2 separate regions of the Sus scrofa genome follow, and region 1 is linked to region 2. The links are chromatin contacts, called in public Hi-C maps. All regions are on one chromosome and are shown on one strand. The core of a region is the stretch at or near the end of the contact, and the rest is flanking DNA. Distances in the headings are between cores, read along the strand shown. Region 1 has its middle 140 kb from the start of INHBB. Region 2 has its middle 150 kb from the start of GLI2.

What was found. A called contact is a pair of places that touch in the nucleus more often than the background predicts.
Region 1: a contact with region 2 is called in a Hi-C map of retroperitoneal adipose tissue, with 1.9 times the contacts expected there. The contact joins two enhancer-like sites. A contact is called at or near these places in 1 of 47 Hi-C or Micro-C datasets (retroperitoneal adipose tissue) and 1 of 2 datasets of contacts at active chromatin or transcription factors (skeletal muscle).

What each region holds. Positions count from the first base shown.
Region 1 is chr15:30,859,837-30,866,132 of Sscrofa11.1, reverse strand. No RefSeq gene overlaps it. Among named protein-coding and RNA genes, the nearest start is that of INHBB, 140 kb to the left of the region's middle. Within about 2 kb of position 2,037, at least 8 of the 83 cell types and tissues checked have an H3K27ac peak or open chromatin away from gene starts, as enhancers often do. A contact at or near this core is called in retroperitoneal adipose tissue, where this site is marked.
Region 2 is chr15:30,730,558-30,736,067 of Sscrofa11.1, reverse strand. No RefSeq gene overlaps it. Among named protein-coding and RNA genes, the nearest start is that of GLI2, 150 kb to the right of the region's middle. Within about 2 kb of position 3,342, at least 4 of the 83 cell types and tissues checked have an H3K27ac peak or open chromatin away from gene starts, as enhancers often do. A contact at or near this core is called in retroperitoneal adipose tissue, where this site is marked.

The DNA.
Region 1 (6,296 bases), core at 788-3,287, 130 kb before region 2:
CCAGCCCTGGCAGCTCCTGCCGCCCACTGGTAGAGCCAGAGCCCTGGGGGTGCCTCAGCCTGGTTAGTCACACAGGTGAGGGCAAGCAGGCACCCATTGGGCGGTTTGCTCTTCCTCACCCCGTACCAGGCCCTTCAGATGAGAAAACAGCTTAAGCTTAAGCGCAGCATCTGGCCTCAGGCCTCAGCATGCATGACTCACTTCCTTCCTGGGACCCAGCCCCTCTGTGGGAGGGGGTGCTGGCTCCTGCCTGCCCTGGGGGCCGTGGGATTGGGGGGGGGGGCTGCCTCACATCCCCTCACATCCCCTCACTAGACCTCATGGGGTCCTGGGGTGATCCAGGACATCGGGCTGAGCCTGGGGTGCCTCCCCCTCCCAAATAGATATGAAATAAGAATAAAGTTATTTGGGTTGAATTTAAAAGCCAACTATGCGAGAGTTCCTGTTGTGGCTCAGTGGGTTACACATCCACTGGTATTCATGAGGATGTGGGTTCGACCCCTGGCCTAGATCAGTAGGTTACAGATCTGGCACTGCCATGAGCTGCAGTGTAGGTTTCAGACTTGGCTTAGATCCCTGGTTGCTGTGGCTGTGGCATAGGCTGGCAGCTGCGCCTAGGAACTTCCAGACACTGCAGGTGCAGCCCTAAAAAGAAAAAAAGAAAAAGAAAAGAGAAAAGAACAGAAAAAAAAAAAAAAGCCAAGTACGCTCTTTGGAGAAAATTGAGATAAAATAGGAAAGTAAATGAAAGAAAAATAACTGACTCAAAGACAACCACTGGAAACATTTCTTCCCAGCCCTCCATATGCTCATATTTAATGTTTTTGTGTGGCCATGAAAGCACCACATTTGCCTTGTTCCAAGTGACCCAAAGCTTCCCTGTCTGGTTCCTTGACTGGCTCTAGTGTTTGGATGCAGGCAGCATCACATTTTATAGATGTCCAGACTGAAGTTTCAAGAGCCTGGCAAACCCAGGTTCACACGTAGAAAGAAAAGCAGAGGAGGGATTAGATTTAAAATCAGTGCCAGTTCTTAATTAGCCCTATAGGCACCCCTGGGGTCCCAGCTCTCAGGCTAACATCTCATCAGAAGTATTTCCCCCTCTGGAGTTCCTGCCATGATGCAACAGGATCAGGGGTGTCTCTGCAGTGCCAGGACGCAGGCCCAATCCCTGGCCAGCACAGTGGCTTAAAGCATCCTGGTTGGCCAAGCTGTGGCATAGGTTGCAACTTCGGCTTGGATCAGATCCCTGACCTGGGAACTCCATATGCCATAGAGAGGTCAAAAAAAAAGAAAAAAAAAGAAAAACTTTCCCCTCTGCTAAGAAATTCAGTGAAAACACCAGGTTTAATCCCAGCACACACTTCCATCCAGGGCTGGATCACATGTGTGTAACCATTTCCTGGTACTGGAACCTTAGTTATTTCTGATTTCTCACCATAAACACCTGCCTCGAGGCATTATCCTGGGGCTGCACCTGCAGTGGGATTATGAGGTCAGAGAGTGGGGACACTTTGCTTGTCTCCTGGGAAGCACAGCCCCAGGAGGGTTCCCAATTCACCTGCTGAAGTGGAAGGACCCTCCCTGCCAGGCAGGACGAGAAGGCTGTTTCAGAGGCCTGGACCACCGGGAATGGAGCCCCCAGGTTGAGATTCTCCGGGAGGATTAACGCACTGTGGAGCTTTTCCCTGGGGGCCTGCTGTCACACCTTAGGCCTGCTTAAGGCGCAAAAACTGACTCTCTAAGAGGCAAAGTCACTTACCCACGGTCACTCAGCTGGGACTGGATGCCACAAAACACAGCATCTCACAGAGGATTTGCAAAGCACCTCCTTGAACCCTTCAGAAGTTCTAGTTCCTTCCCCTCAGGTTCAGGGTCTGTGACTGCCTCTTATTTCCTGCAGCATCCTGGGAGATGGTGACAGGGGCTGGGTTTTGGCTCCATCCTCACTTCCCACCAGCCTCCCTCTCAAGTATATTAGGCTTTGCCCCCTGGTCCCCATAACCTCTGCCTGGGATGCTGCAGCAGCCCCCAACGGCTCCATCCACACCTACCCTTGCGCTCTGTCCACTCAGCGGTCAGGGCGGGCTTTTACAGACCCAATCCCACCTTTTGCTCCCCTGCTCCAGCCTCCGAGGGATTCCTGGCTAGATGTGCACTAACTCACCTGGAAAGGTGCTGAGATGGACTGGATTTCATGCCTGTGCCGTGCCAAGCACAGAAGGAAAACCAGACTCTTTAGCCTGACCTCCCCTCTGCCCCCTGCCTCCCTCCCCGACCTCTCCCACCCCTTCCTGGGTGACCCCTGGGCTCCCTCTGTCACTAAACAGGCTGAGGTCCCCTAGAACACTCTGAGGTCTGGCTGCCTCCCTTCCTCCCCAGGGGGCCTACCCCTGAGGCAGGCTCCCTATCACACACTTCCCCCCCAAACAACCACATACACTTACCATAGTTTCCCCAGGAAAATTCACAGTTCAGGAGTTTTAGAGGTTATGAGAAACAAAGGTTTGAAGGAACACCCTTATAGCCCTACCCTGATCATTTTTTCCATGTGTGTGCTGCGAATTTTTATATTCATTAAAGAAAGAAATCCGTTCTCCTGGTGGCTTAGTGGTTACAGATCCCGCGTTATCACTGCTGTGGCATAGGCTTGACCTCTGGCCCGGGAACTTCCGCATGCCGTGGATGTGGCCAAAACTACATGCATATATACATACATATATAAACACATAAATACATAATATATACATACATAAATATATGTATATAACAGAAAGCCAACAAAAGCGCCACCCTCCATGAGTCAAGTTATGGGATATCAGACATATTGTATGAGTTAGCAATAGCTGTTCATTCCTATCCATCTCCTCTCTTTGGCTGGAAACCCCTTTCCCATAATTTCAACATCCTTATCAATGACTTGGTGAGTGGAGAGGCCTTTTGCCTCCTGTTTGCTCTTCACGAACTGGTCTCACTAACTCTGTGTCCAGTCTGTCTGTGATCCCAGAGACACGGCTTGCGAAAATCTGGCAGACATGTGACCTGAAGTCCCCTGGCTGGGGCAGGCCTGGCCCCCTGGGGGTAAGAGTGGTTGTGCAGCCGGTCACACCCCTCCCTTCTCCAGACTCCACCCTTCAGCCCTCCCGTGGGCCTCTGCCCCCTGCCAGTCTCGTGCAAGGTCGGTTACGAGGCCCGACTTGTCTTTCCATCTTCACGGGGCTTCTCAAAGTATCCATGCAAAGAGCACTTCTGCTGGGCCCTGCATTTGTCCCATTCATTAACCTGCCGTCCTCCCTTGGTCTCTTCTCTTCATCATCATCCTCAGCCGAAAAGTACAGGAAAGCCAGGCTGACGTTCAGCCACATACGCTGAGTTGTCGTGGGAAGGTGGGTACAGGCAACGGGCAGGGGTCGCCACTGCCATCTGCATGTCTGCACGCGGACAGGCCTGCCTGGAGTCCTGTAGGAGAAAAAGAAACCAGCCCAGTGGCAGAAACACAATTTTTACAAAGTTGAAAACCATGAATTCCAAAATGATGAAGTTAATGAAAAGGTTTTCTGGCTGAGTGTGCTGGGCCCTTCATTCCCACGAGGCTTCCTGACTGTGAGCCAGCCCTGGGCTGGGCACTGTGAGAACCAGGCGTGATTTCTGGTATATCTTGGATGGAGGGCCTGAGGGCCTTAGTCTAGCGTCCTTTCCCCATGTTGCACTGGCCACTGGGGCTCTTACTCCCGTATTTCTGCCAGGGGACCATGCATATTTGAAGATCTCCAAAGACAGGGAGCCCCAAGGTGGGCTTCGTGGGGTGGCTGTCCTATTTCCCAGCAGGCAGCAAGGAATGGCTGGGGCTCAAGGAGCCTGAGGGGTTACTGGAGGTGCTGGTGCCCCCCTTCAGAGAAAGGCCACAGGAGACAGGGGAGGGAGACTCAGGCTGGGTCTCGGCTCAGCCAATGGCCTGATCAACCTGGAAGGCCGGGGCGCAGAACAGATATATGCACCCTGGACCATCTGCTGTCTGGAGCCATCCTCCACAGGCCCCCTGGCATAGGGAGGGGTGCTCCCTGTTCCCCCTTGCATCCCCCCCACCCAGCACGGCACATGCGCGGGAGCCTGCTAGGATAGCCAGGAGCTACTCGGGAGGCAGAGGGACAGATAGTGGTCATGCCCACCATGCAAAAACCCGACTAATATCCATGAGAATGTGGGTTCGATCCCTGACTTTGCTCAGCAGGTTAAGGATCCAGTGTTGCCATAAGCTGCAGTATAGGTTGCAAATGTGGCTCGGCTCTGGTGTTGCTGTGGCTATGGTATAGGCCAGCAGCTGCAGCTCCAACTTGATCCCTAGCCTGGGAACTTCCATTTGTTGCAGGTATGACCCTAAAAAGACAAAAAAAAAAAAAAAAAAAAAAAAAAAGGCAAAAGAAAAAGAAAAGCCAGAGAAATGACTAGATCCTGAGCCCCTCTGCTCCAGCTACAGACACTGTCCCCACAAGCGGTCATCTAAGATCCTGGTGTCCACGTGGTCCCATGTTGACCAAGCAGGGGAACAGCTTTTGACCGCCACTAATGAGGAATGAAAGCGAGTAAATCCCATTTCAACAAACAGTGATTGACCTTAAGAGCAGCAGGGCAAACAGGACTCCTGATGAGAGGAATTTGCTCATTGTTCTGCCCCAGGGGATCAACAGAGCCTGCTACGGGCTAGCGCAATTAAGCATTTCTTCTTACGTCCCTTCTCCGTCTCCTATTGGCAAATCCGGTAGGATGTGAGCCAGTTTTCTAAGGCAACCAGAGTTGCTGAGTGGCTGCTAAGGGCCTGGTTCTGCTGGTGGCTTCTAGGATTTTCGAGGTTGGCGATGCTCTTTGGGGCTTGTGAGTGGCTTCCTGGCATATCCAAGTTATGTCTACCATTCAGGACTGACAGTTTAGTTTCCAAAGTCACCTTAAAAAATCCTTTCTGATACATGTACCCCAGTGCTCATAGCAGCACGATTCACAATAGCCAAGACATAGCAACCTAAATATCCGTCGAAAGAGGAATGGATAAAGAAGATGTGGTACATATGTGCAATAGAATACTATTCAGCCATAAAAAAGAATGAAATAATGCCATTTGCAGCAACATGGATGGACCTAGAGACTCTTATACCAAGTGAAGTCAGTCAGTAAGAGAAAGACAAATACCATATGATATCACTTATATGTGGAATCTAAAATATTACACGAATGAATGAATCTGCAAAAGAGAAACAGATTCAAAGACATGGAGAAAGGACTTGTAGTTGCCAGGAGGAGGGGGTTGGGGCAGGGATGGACTGGGAGTTTGGCATTAGCAGATGCAAACTACTACAATTTTTTTAAATTTATTTTTATTTTTATGGCCACACTTATAGCATATGGAAGTTCTCAGGGTAGGGGTCAAATCAGAGCCTGAGCTGTAGGCCTACGCCAGACCTACAGCAACTCTGGATCCGAGCTGCATCTGAGACATATGCTGCAGATTTCGACAATGCCGGATCCTTAACCCACTGAGCAAGGTCAGGGATCAAACCTGCATCTGCACAGAGACTCCATAGGGCCCTTATCCTGCCAAGCCCCAATGGGAACTCTTAAACTATTACATATAGAATGGATAAACAAGGTCCTACTGCATAGCACAAGGAAGTATAGTCAATATCCTGTGATTAAATCATAGTGAAAAAGAATATATATGTAAACTGTATCATTGCTGTACACAAGAAATTGACACAACATTATCAATCAACCATACTTCAGTAAACTAAATTTTAAAAATCTCTTCTCCTTACCTCCCCCACCAATGCCGATCTGCCTCTGTCTTTGGCCATCAGTACAGCGGGAAAAGCAGGAATTCAGGGTCTTAGATACGGGCTTCAAATGGAGCTTCCCTCAACCACCAGTAGACTGCTATCGGGCAAGAAAATGTTTTCAGAGGAGTTTCTGCTGTGGCACAGTGGGTTAAGAATCTGACTGCAGCAGCTTCGGTAGCTGAGGAGGCTCAGGTTCATCCCCAGCCTGGGTGCAGTGGGTTAAGGATTGCAGCATTGCTAGAGCTGCAGTGTAGGTTGCAGCTTTCCTTGACTTCAGTCCCTGGCCTGGGAAATTCCACATGCCAGGGTTTCAGCCATTAAGAAAGAAAGAAAGAAAGAAAGAAAGAAAGAGGGAAAGAAAGAAAGAAAGAAAGAAAGAAAGAAAGAAAGAAAGAAAGAGGGAAAGAAAGAAAGAAGGAAGGGAGGGAGGGAGGAAGGAAGGAAGGAAGGAAGGAAGAAAGAAAGAGG
Region 2 (5,510 bases), core at 2,093-4,592:
TCCCCATCCCTCATGGTCTCTGTTCACAGCAGCCTTCCTGCTCATCCTCTAAGTACCACTTTCCTGCCTGGTGGGACCCTCACTACCCCTGTCTCCCCTCCCCCAAATCTATCATCCTTCAGGTCTTTGCTAACCCTGCCCTGCCCGGATGTTTCTTAAAGAAATTGACTCACATTGTAATGGAGGCCAAGAAGTACCATCATCTGCTGCCTACAAGCTGGCACCTGGGGGTGCTGGTGGTGTCGCCCCGTCCAAGCCAAAGGGGTGGGACCCAGGAAGCCAGTGGTGTGAGTCCCAACCTGAGTCTGAAGTCCCAAGAACCCAGAGCTGGCATCAGAGCCAGGAGGAGAATGTCCCAGTTCAAGTGGGGAGTAAGCCTGCCCTTCCTCTGTCCTTTGTTCTATCTCAGGCCTCAGCAGATTGGGTGAGGCCCCTGGCATGGATGAGGATGCATCTTCTTTCTCCGTCTACTGATCTCAAAGCCAGTCTCTTCCAGAAACACCTCAGGGACACACCCAGAAGTGATGCCTTATCTGAGCATCCCAAAGCTCAGAAATGAAATGAGCCGTGGCCGAGCATTCATCCTCTGCCTGTTTGAGCTGCTATCATTCTGGGTCCATACTGTAGTAATTATACCCCAAACCTAATCACCCCACCACTGTATGTGGTAGGCACTTAGTGAATATTTGTTGATTAAATAAGTGAGTGAGGGGAGTTCCTGTCATGACACAGTGGAAACGAATAAGGTTGAGGGTTTGATCCCTGGCCTCACTCAGTGGGTTAAAGATCTGGTGTTGCCATGAGCTGTGGTATACGTCACAGACTTGGCTTGGATCCCGAGTTGCTGTGGCTGTGGTGTAGGCTGGCAGCTGTAGCTCTGATTGGACCCCTAACCTGGGAACCTCCATATGCCGCAGGTGCGGCCCTAAAAAGAAAAAAAAAAAACACCTAACTAACTAAATAAATAAATGAGTGAGTGAGTGAATGAATGAATGAGCAAAGTATCGTCTTATAGAGCTAATGGCTTTAAGCACAGGGGACTATATTCAATATCCTGTGATAAACCATAATGGAAAAGACTATGAAAAAGAGAATATATATACGTGTGTGTGTGTGTGTGTGTGTAACTGAGTCACTCTGCCACACAGTAGAAATTAACAAGACATTGTAAATAAATTGTACTTCACTAAAATACATTTTGAAAAAAGAAACTCATGGTTTGGGGAATTCCCTGGTGGCCCAGTGGGTTAAAGATCAGGCATTGACACTGCTGTGGTGCAGGTTCAATCTCCAGCTCAGGAAATTTTGTATGACTCTGGCATAGCCAAGAAAAAAAAACGTAATGGTTTTATATTTCAAACACATAATAGATGCAAACGATTGCCTTTGGAATGGATAAGCAATGAGCTCCATAATAGATGCAAACGATTGCCTTTGGAATGGATAAGCAATGAGCTCCTGCTGTATAGCACTGGAAACTCTATCTAGTCACTTATGATGGAGCATGATAATGTGAGGAAAAAGAATGTATACATGTATGTGTGACTGGGTCACCTCGCTGTACAGTAGAAAATTGACAGAACACTGTTGTAAACCAGATATAATGAAAATAAAAATAAAAATCATTAAATTAAAAAAAGTTTCAAACCCTTTTTTGGATTCAAAGATCTTTTAGGGGCTGATTCAGGACCTAAGCAACATTATTTGTTTGAGACAACATGGCTGGGGGGCTGCCGTAGACAGAATGCCGTAGCCACTGACAGTGGAGGGCTGGTTGCCTCAGAAGCAGGGCTGCCTGATCCTTCTGCTCTTGACACAGTCCTCAGACTCTCAAGGGGACTCTCCCCATCGCTAGTTGCTCCTACCAATTGGAGTGACCCTCTTACCCAGGGTCCTGCCCATCCAAAGTCCTGTGAATGATGGCTAGAACATGCCAAGGCTCTAAAAAACGAAAACAAGACTAGACTTTATCCAAAGTTGTCTTTAGCTTGGGCTGCTTTTTAAGTGGGTTCAAAAGCTGTGAAAACTCAGGATACAGGAGTTCCTGCTGTGGCACAGCGGAAACCAATCTGACTAGTAACCATGAGGATGCGGGTGCTATTCCTGGCCTCGCTCAGTGGGTCGGGGATCCGGCGTTTCCATGAGCTGTGGAAGATCACAGATGCAGCTCAGATCCTGCATTTCTGTGGCTGTGGCATAGGCTGGCAGCTGCAGCTCCAATTGGACCCCTGGCCTGGGAATTTCCATATGCCAAGGGTGGGGCCCTAGAAAGAAAAAAAATGGGGGATATAAAAAATAAGATAGGAGTTCCTGTCGTGGCTCAGTGGTTAACGAATCCGACTAGGAGCCATGAGGTTGTGAGTTCGATCCCTGGCCTTGCTCAGTTGGTAAGGATCTGGCGTTGCCATGAGCTGTGGTGTAGGTCGCACATTCGGCTCGGATCCCAAGTTACTGTGGCTGTGGCGCAGGCTGGCGGCTACAGCTCCAATTGGACCCCTAGCTTGGGAACCTCCATATGCCGTGAGAGGGGCTCTAGAAAAGGCAAAAAGACCAATAATAATAATAATAATAATAATAATAAGATAAATAATATTTTGACAAGTGTCAGGACAGACACTCCAACACGTAGGGGAGAACTTGGAAATGTCCCAGGGTATCTCCAAAATTCAAGGTTGTTGATGCCTGTCATCCTTTTAGGTAGAGACTACAGTGTTTTTGAAATGCAAATAATACCCTTGTGGGAGAGGGGCATCCTGTAAACCCACTCAGGCTTGGTGCCCCAGTAGGTGTGAGTTTAGATCATCCGGCTGATCCAAAGCACATGGGAATGGAGGGAGGGAGGAGGGGGAGGTGGGGCTGGGAGGAGATGAGGGAGGCCACCTCCCTCACAAGTTGGCCTCAGTCAAATGTGACAAAAGAATGGGGACCTGATATGTACTTTACAGGTGAGAAAAAACACCTGGCAGGCCTTCCAGCTCCCGGGATTCAAGGTCCATCCTCTCTGGGGCATGCGGGGCAGTGGCTCTGTGGATCCCCCCAGTCACTGCTGTTCCCAGCGGGAAGGGTTCCCTGAGAGCAGCTCCCTGCTTCGACGCCATGCTGGACAGATGTGCACAGGCCTAAATTTAGGGTACATGTGTCATGAGTTAGCCACAGGAGCTAGGGGAGATCTCTGTGCCTTGGCTGCTGCATATCCTGCCAGAGAGGCAGTGCATGTGGGCCGGCGCCAGAGACTGCATGGACCAAAGTTGATGCTCAGCAAGAAAGTACCTTAGCAGGTGATTATGTACTTTGTGAAAGTCTCCATATACAAAGGGATTCCCAGGCATCGGCGGCTAAGCAGCAGCCCCTGTAGGGGACGTGTGGCTCCATCTGCAGTCAGGATTGTGCAGGGAGGCCCCGGGCTGAGCAGGAAAGAGCAACTGGGGAAAGGAAGCAAGCATCTGTGCCCTGGAGCCTGGTCCCCAAGGGTACCTTGCTCTCGGGGAAGTAGAGGCAAATCACTGCCCTGCTCCGAGTTCCCCTTTCCTTCTTGAAGAGGCTCTGATCTCCACCACCCCGAGGGCCAAGCGGGTGGCTCAGGGCAGCTTAGGAGCTGTGTGACCTTTGCACAAGTAACTCAATCTCTTTGAGCTTCAGCCTTGTCAGCTGAAAGAGGAACATCCCCCAGAGCCGTTTCAGAGACTTCCTTTTTTTTTCTTAATTTATTTTATTGAATTAGAATAGATTTACAATGTTGTATTGATTTCTGTTGCACCACAAAGTGATTTAGTTATATACAAATATACATTCTTTTTCATATTCTCTTCCATTATGATTTATCACAGGATAGTGAACAGAGCTCCCTGTGCTATACAGTAGGACCTGGTTTTTTTATCCTTTCCATATATAATAGTTTGCATCTGCTAATTGCAAGCTCCCGACCCATCTCAGAGGCTTCTTTTGAGATTTAAATGAGGCAAGAAAGACAGGCACCGGGGCTGAAGAGCCTCGCCCATTCAGTACAGTGAATGGACCCCTTAGTCACAAACCCAGGCTGCGGACACTGTTGTTCTGCCTGGTCATCTGCTTCTGAATCATATCACTTAGTTCCTGGTGTGTCTCCATTGCACAGGGGGCAGCGGTGGCCCCAGGACTCAGACATGCCTGCAGCAAAGCTCACTCAGCCTCCAGCCAGTGTTTGAAATGTCAAGATCTGTCTGCCTGTCTGTCTATCTGCTGTCTGTCTGTCTGTCTATCTCTCTCATACACACACACACACACACACACACACACACACACACACACACCTTGCATTTCTGGCTGTTCTAGATAAATTAGAAGACTGGGCCAGCCTAGGTGCCAATGCTTGATGGGTACCAAGCAGCTGTCACTTAATAGCAGCTTCCCTTTCAGACAGGAGCAGGGCTCTCCATCCCCCAGCCTCCTGCCCACCCTCCAGGCAACCCCTTACCTGGGCCCCCTCCTCTCGTCCTGACAGTCCTAGAGTCCTGCTGCTCTATGGCTGTTCGTTCCATTGATGTGGCATCTTCTCTCTCTGCACCCTGACTCCCCCAGCCCAGCCCAGAGCCCACAGCCCAGATCCACCCATAGCCAATACATGTTGACTGATCCTTTGCTCTTTCCCCACAGCACCCTGCCGTGACTGCCCTAGGAACTGGCACGTTCTTGGGGACAAAGCAGGTGCTCACTGAAGACTAACTCTTTGAGCAACTGAAATTGGACCAGCAGAACTCCATTTCATTTTTTTTCTTTTTAGGGCAGTACCTGCGGCATATGGAAGTTCCCAGGCTAGGGGTTGAATGGGAGCTGCAATTGCCAGCCTACACCACAGCCACAGCAACGCCAGAGCCAAGCTGCATCTGCAATCTACACCACAGTTCAGGACAATGCCGAATCCTTAAGCCATTGAGCGAGGCCAGGGATCGAACATGCATCCTCATGGATACTAGTCAGGTTCATTTCTGCTGAGCCACAATGGGAACTCCTTTATTTTCATTTTTCATTACTTTCCCCATCTCCCAAATTATGAACATAAGATTGACAGAGGATGCTGATTTAACATCCTGGGACCTGACCTGCAGGGGTCTACTGGGGGAACTGGCAAGCCTGGTGGGGCTTGGGCAGCTTTGTCTGCTGGGCCAGTTGTTACTCCGAAGCCTGGTGAGGAGGCTTCAAGCCGGGGGTCCACGAGTCCCACCTCTGGGTCCCTCCTGAGGCCACTGGGCAGAATGGGGTTGAGGGCTGGGTGGAGAGAACATATACCTTGGAACCCCAGAGCCCTGGATTCAAATCTCTGCCTCCACACTCAGTGGTAGGCAAAGGATGGTAACTCCCCCTAGATCTCAGTTTGCTCATCTGCCAAAGGGGATGAGAAATACTCGCCCAACAGACTGGTTGTGAGAATCAATAACTACAAGATTTGAGCATCTCCCATGGACCAAACAGGTAACTATTAAGAATAACAAAGCCAGAGTTCCCATCGTGGCTCAGCAGAAATGAATCTGACT